2 separate regions of the Mus musculus genome follow, and region 2 is linked to region 1. The links are chromatin contacts, called in public capture Hi-C maps. All regions are on one chromosome and are shown on one strand. Each heading gives the region's core, a stretch centred on a gene start, on an enhancer-like site or on the middle of the called end of the contact. The rest is flanking DNA. Distances are from core to core; before and after follow the strand shown. Region 1 holds the start of Lpl (lipoprotein lipase). Region 2 holds the start of Lzts1 (leucine zipper, putative tumor suppressor 1).

Region 1 (3,034 bases), core at 248-2,747:
GACATTTACAACTATACGCAGAAATAAAGGCAAGCTTTTAGCTGCAGTCATAGACTCCACTAAGACTGGAATTAGGCTGCGGATGTGCCACCTTAGAGCACCTCCAGGGGACACCACCCTCGTGGCGATTCCACCAGCAGCAACACAAGGAAACCCCAGCCTTCTTTTACGACTGAGTTCAGTCACATTTTGAGTCTGTGTTCTGTTAGCTCAATCAAGGTTCAAGTTACAAGGCTTCTCAATTGTGGGCAGGTCTCGACTTCAAGGCCATAAAGCAACTTGCTACTGACCCTAGTCTTCTCTAGGCAGAGAGCAGGCAGAGCCGTGGAGGTGGCCGCTTTTTTTTTTTTTTTCACCTAGTGTTGAAAGCGATCTCCCTTAGGCTCTAGAGAATCCCATGTGCTCTCAGCTAGCTGAGCGCCTCCCTTAGGGCGAGCCTCTCCTGGGACAGCAAGGAAAGGACACAGAGCTGAACTGGCAACCTCCAAGCCACAGGCTCCAGTCGGCTGGTGGCTGAACCTCGTTTTCTGGAGGGTAGGTTCATTTCTGGGCTTTCTTGAGTACTGAGCTAAGCCGAGCACAGGAACGCTTGCAGGACGCCAGCTTCCAGGACTCTGCGCCACGCGTTCCCGGGCGCCACCGCGCACTCCCACTTTCACTGTAGCTCACAACCCCCCGCCGAGAGCGACAGCGCCCTGTACAGTTGGAATGCACACAACGCGTCCTCCCACCTGCACCCTCGATTCACTCTTCCCGCTTCTAGAGGGGTCTGACCCGCAGTCCCAGCAAAGTTAGGGTCACTTTGGCCCGCGTGCCTTGCATTCAGCACCCCTATTCCCTATAGGGAGGTCACCACCGGTCACTACAGCTTTGCTCGGCCTCTGCGTCTCCCCATCCTAGGCTCCACACCCCACGCCCCAGCCGTTCCCTGCGATGGCAGTCGGCGGGAGAGAGCAGGAGACCGAGTGGGAACTCAGGAGAAAGGAAAAAAAAGCGGGAACCCAGAGTCGCCGTAGCGTGATGGGAGGCAGAGTCTCTCCCTTCTCCTCCTGGATTCCATTCCAGCCACCCTTCCCGGGAATTTACTGCGCCTGGGAGTCCCAGTGCATGCACGTACTTCCAACTTTCTCCCTCCCATCTTCAGATGGAGAAAAAGTGGTCCTGTCCGGGTCTGCAGGTGGGGGTAGGGGGAGTTGGCGCGAAAAACGTACCGTCTGCTGCGGCCACCCCTCCTCGGAAGGCGGTCAAACTCTGGAGCCAAACTCCCAGGACCACCAGGAGCAGGGCTTTGCTCTCCATCTCCCGGTGCACCCTTCTGCTTTGCTGCTGGAACTACGCGGCGTGGGGCAGTCAGGAGCGGGTTGAGCAGGAGGCGCAAGAGGACTGGAGCGCGGTGGAGCGCCGTAGGGCAAGTCAACCTTTAAAGGGGAGGGCAGAACAGTTACAAGGGGCAGAATTCCTCGGAGGAGGAGTAGGAGGAGAAATCGAGAGTCTGACACTGTTTCCACTGCACAGCTGTTTAAGTGACTGGAAATATGCAAATAAGACTCATCACCTATTGGCTATAAAATCATAAGTTGGGGGGAGGACTCTAAATGCACTTCCAAATATTTGAGCAAACGGTAACGAGGCTCAACGGTGCCAGCGAGAAGAAGGGGAAAGGGCAGGAAGGAAAGCTTGCTTGTTGTTTAGACTCCAGTTTGCCTACCGGGAGGAATCTGGTCCCTAGGGACCCCTATAGAGGCAGAGAGGAGGGGTTTACACTGATTTATGTTGAGTAGTCTACGATCCGTTTTCTAAGGGGAAGAAGTTTTGCTCTTAAACAGCGTGTACCTAACACTTTCACACTCACACACATACAACCTTTTGATAAATCTTTGTTAAACTTGAGAGATCCTTTCAAACGCACACCCTCCCCCACCCACCCACAGGTCCCCACGCGCCAAAGGGACCTTAGGACACATATTGCTCAGCGCATGGTGCCTGCACGGTCTGCTTTGTATCTTGGCAATATGGGTCTCCTTCTGTAGTAGAAGAAAAGACCCACTTGCTTTAACTAGTTTCTAATTTTTGCCTTATGTAAATTGTACTCGATCCTTTAATTCAGCAAGAAACTCAAGAATAACATCTATTTTCAGAGGCAGAAAGTCATGGTCAAACATTTTAAGCTATCCTGGATTTTCAGTGGGAGAGGCCATGCCAAATGACCATTCCAAACCTACAAAGACAGTCCATAGATTAGTGATGTTCCAGGGCGAGGGGATATGGGGTGCTAGGAGTGTGGGGGCAGGGTGAGGAGCATGATAGAAATATTCCAAATTCCATTATGCTTATCATTGTTCAGCTATGTTGATGCGTTGATATTAAATTGTACTTTGCAAGGGTGAATACTGAGCTTTTGCAAAGTGGACTAGCACATGTTTGTAGAAAAGCAAGAAAAATAAAAGCACATCATATACTGTGCTCATCTGCAAGTATCTTTTTAAATGAAAAGGGTGCTGATTAGCTAGAAAAAAAAACCAATAAACATTAAATTCCCCACCTTAATGCTGAGAAACCACCTCAAAAAATTAGTTCTCTTTACTGATCTCAATATTTTTAGGATGGTTCCCTCTCTCTCTACACACACACACACACACCCTTGGAGGTTAAGGGGATCAAAAACTATATACTTTAATATAAGCCCGCTTTTTAAATTTCTCACAACTATCAGATAAAAGCCAAACATGCTGTTGTGTAGATGAATTCCAGCCAGATGTCTCGCCATCTCATCTTGCACTGCAATCGCTAAGCAATGCATCATCCACGTTCATTACTGGCTCCAACGCATGTGGTGGATCTTGAAAGTTGGCAAGAGCGAAACCCCACTGAACAACTTTGGAAATGGCAGAGATACTCCAGGGCACATAACTAGAATATGGCCAACCTCTGAAAGAAGTATATAGGAAGCTCTAATTTTAAAACATGGCAGTGGCATAAAAGACATAAAAACAGAAGTGTAGAAATGCTTTGTGTTTTATCTAGAATAGCCACA
Region 2 (3,034 bases), core at 284-2,783, 300 kb before region 1:
GGATATGACTTTGTAATAGCAAAGGTAGGGCCAGAACCAGAAAGCTATAGGCTCCTTTGTCCAGTTCTCTGGAATATCACAATCGTGACAAAATTGAGTTTGACCAAGGACAAAGTTGAGTTGACAAAGATCTGTAATCCACCGTCCTTAGTCTCTCTTTGGAGTCCACTGTTACCTTCAAGAGCCAGAACAATTGTTCTGTATCCTCCCTATTCACCAAAATTCCTGAGACACCTCTGAGAAGACATGCTTATACCAAGTCAATGAGTGGGGCACAGAAAGAAGAAAAGGCTTCCATCAAAAGAGGCATCATTCTGCCTGTGGTGGTTAGAGGTGGGAGTAAGGATGGAACTCGGAACTGGAACTGGGGAACGTATAGATAGAGAGACGTCTGGCATAAACTCTCCTGTCTCAGTCTCCCAGGTCTCCCAGGTGCTGGGATTACAGGCTGGCTGGCTATTTATTTTCCCTCTTTAGTGTTCAGGAAGCTAGAATTACATAATTAAATAAAGCTTTAAATTAATCTAGGGTCAAAAGCAGGAGGGAGCAGCAGAGGTTTGGGGCAGGAGAGTGTCAGAAAGACTCTGATTCAGTCATGCTATTAGTGATCCCTACTCTCCTTCCCTTAACCTGCCCCTTTCAGGGCAAAGCTGGCAATTTCTGGACAGCGCCTCTGCCTTCAGACTGGCCTGCTTTTCACTATCTTACCCTCAGTGTACCCTCAGATAGGTGGTGAAAAGTGGGTGGATGGCTGATGCTTTTACTGCTGGGGATCGAAATTAAGGCCACAACCTTTATCTCTGAGCTAATTATCCAGCCCGCCCTGCCTATATATTTCTACTTTATATTTTGAAACAAGGTTACACTTCGGTGCTCCAGGCAGGACTTGAATTTTTAATTCTCCTGTTTCAGCCTCTCTCAAGTCCCTGGGATTACTGGCTAGCATCACTCAGGCTTCTGAAGTGTCAAAATTTAATTGGATCTTTTTGAGGACTGAAGTCAGGAGGCTCTGGGCTCTCTGGTCTATAATCGCAGCAAGGTGAAGCAATACCCTCATAACCCCTCTAGACCGTTAGTTTGGTCCTTAAACCAAGAAACTCAACCTTTTGCTGGGGTTGTGGCTGGGAGTTGGGCTGGAGAAATCACCGGTAAGAGGCAGAGGTAGCAAAGAAGAAGGGAATGCAGAAAATGGGTAAAGAAAATGCAAAGGCGAATAGAATGCAGACAGAGAAAGCAAGAACGAGGAGACAGTGGAAGATGAGGAAAGATAGAGAAAGGCTGAACAGACAGGAACCCCCGAGTGTGATGAAACGAGAGCTAAGAAACTGCGAGCCTGACCGGCGCGGGCTTTGGGCACAGAGGAGCCAGGAGGTCGGAGCAACCCCAGCTGTCAGTCTGGAACAAAGGCCGGGGAGAGAGCAGGACAGGGTGCAGGCAGTGCGGGCCAATGAATGTCGTTGACTCTGGCCCCGCCCCACTCGTGCCCCGCCCCACCCCGCCCCGCCGGCGGCCAGGGACCCAGCGCAAGGGCCAGAGCGCCCGGACGAGCTGGCGGGCTCTGGGAGGCTCCGACAAGCTCACAGTCCGAAAGTTTCTCTGTCTTTCTGCTGCTCCTGGGAGTGTGACTTGAGCGACGCGGGATCCGCCGGCTCTAGGAGCCCTCCAGAAAAAGAGAAAGGGGCACTGCACAAAATACACCGAAAAATCAAAATCTGCAGCCATTTGCAGCTATCCCCAAGGCGGAGGAGGACAGACAGGTAAGGTACGGGTACCCAGGGTCCTGTTCCTCCTTCGTGCAGGGTCTACAGCTCTGCGGACGGCCCAGACACAGGGAAGACTTCGCTTTCTACAGCATACCACTCCCGGGAGTGAGTCCGCTCGTCTGTCGGTCTTTGTCTGTCTGTGTCCGCGTCTGTCTAGGTGTCTTTGTTTCTACATGTAACTATCGGGGTGAAGGGCAGTGGTAGGTGTGGGGGAGTCTTCTTCCCTGTCACTGATTGTATTTCTAATCTGACCCCAGCCGGAAGGAAATGGTGTGCATCAGTCAATCCTTATGTCTTTGTCTGTCAGACCGGGGATTCTCGTAAACCTGAATTTCATCTTGGAGACGTGCATTAGGTGACATGAATGTAGAGATGAAGAAATGAGAGGTGAGGAAGTGAGGCCACAGAGACTGGGGCCCCAGACAGAGGATCCAGCTGCTGGCGACTGGCTAGTGAACTTTACCTTGCTGGCTGGAACTTTGGAGGTACATGTGTCTGGAAGGAATAGGAATGAGCTTGGACGAATACACAGGTAGACAGACACATAGACACACACTGACACACCTCAGTTCACTCCTTTTTCTCATTCACCACAGGGAATCAGATCCCCTCTGTTTTTGCTTCTCATCTGCCCTGGCTTCACTCAGCAATAGAAACCCAAACACCACGGACCAGGTGATGTTTCCCTTCCCTGCTCCAAGTGGAAGGGATTAAACTGTGGCACATGTGAGCATTCTGCTCACCCACGGGTTGTCAGTCCTCAATTTCCCAAGCACTAGAGATGTTTAGGGATCCAAGAACCATGCCTTCTGCCCTCAGGTTTTCTGCATGCTCCTTGGATTGCTGAGGAGCAGGCTCTGGGTTCTGGGTAGCTGTCATCGAGACTTCTCCACCAGAGGGTCTCTCCTCCCTGGAAACACAATCTAGTCTCAGCCCATCACAGAGAGATGAGCTGCCCGCATGCACTTCTCCCAGAACCCAGATCCTGACGGGGGGGGGGGGGGGGCTGCTGGTAAGGGATTTTGAGGATTTGTAACCTGAGCTTCCTTCAAGTTCAGAAACAATTTTCTGCAGGCAGACAGAAGGAAAATGGAGGTGTTTGAAAGGTGTATGCACATGAATATCCAAGTTAGAGTTTACAGGGGTAAGAGTCTTCAAGGTTGGCACAGAGCAGAATGTGGGCAGGAGTCTGTGGGCAGAGAATGCACCCTAATCAGGCAATGGCCCACACCTTGTATTTACCTAGCTCTTTCTTCTGACCATTTTCAGTG

What was found. Capture Hi-C pulls out chosen DNA fragments and counts their contacts.
Region 2: a capture Hi-C map of macrophages shows a contact between it and region 1, with 2.6 times the contacts expected there. The contact joins the promoter of Lzts1 here to the promoter of Lpl in region 1. A contact is called at or near these places in 3 of 39 promoter capture datasets (cranial neural crest, hematopoietic stem and progenitor cells and liver), 3 of 484 Hi-C or Micro-C datasets (cortical neurons, granulocyte-monocyte progenitors and uterus), 2 of 115 datasets of contacts at active chromatin or transcription factors (embryonic limb bud and microglia) and 3 of 9 other capture datasets (liver, macrophages and pancreatic islet).

What each region holds. Positions count from the first base shown.
Region 1 is chr8:68,879,018-68,882,051 of GRCm38.p6, reverse strand. Lpl (lipoprotein lipase) reads right to left here and starts at 1,497. Exons shown (of 10, transcript NM_008509.2): 1 at 1,212-1,497. The coding sequence starts at 1,299.
Region 2 is chr8:69,182,697-69,185,730 of GRCm38.p6, reverse strand. Lzts1 (leucine zipper, putative tumor suppressor 1) reads left to right here and starts at 1,533. Exons shown (of 4, transcript NM_001370971.1): 1 at 1,533-1,757.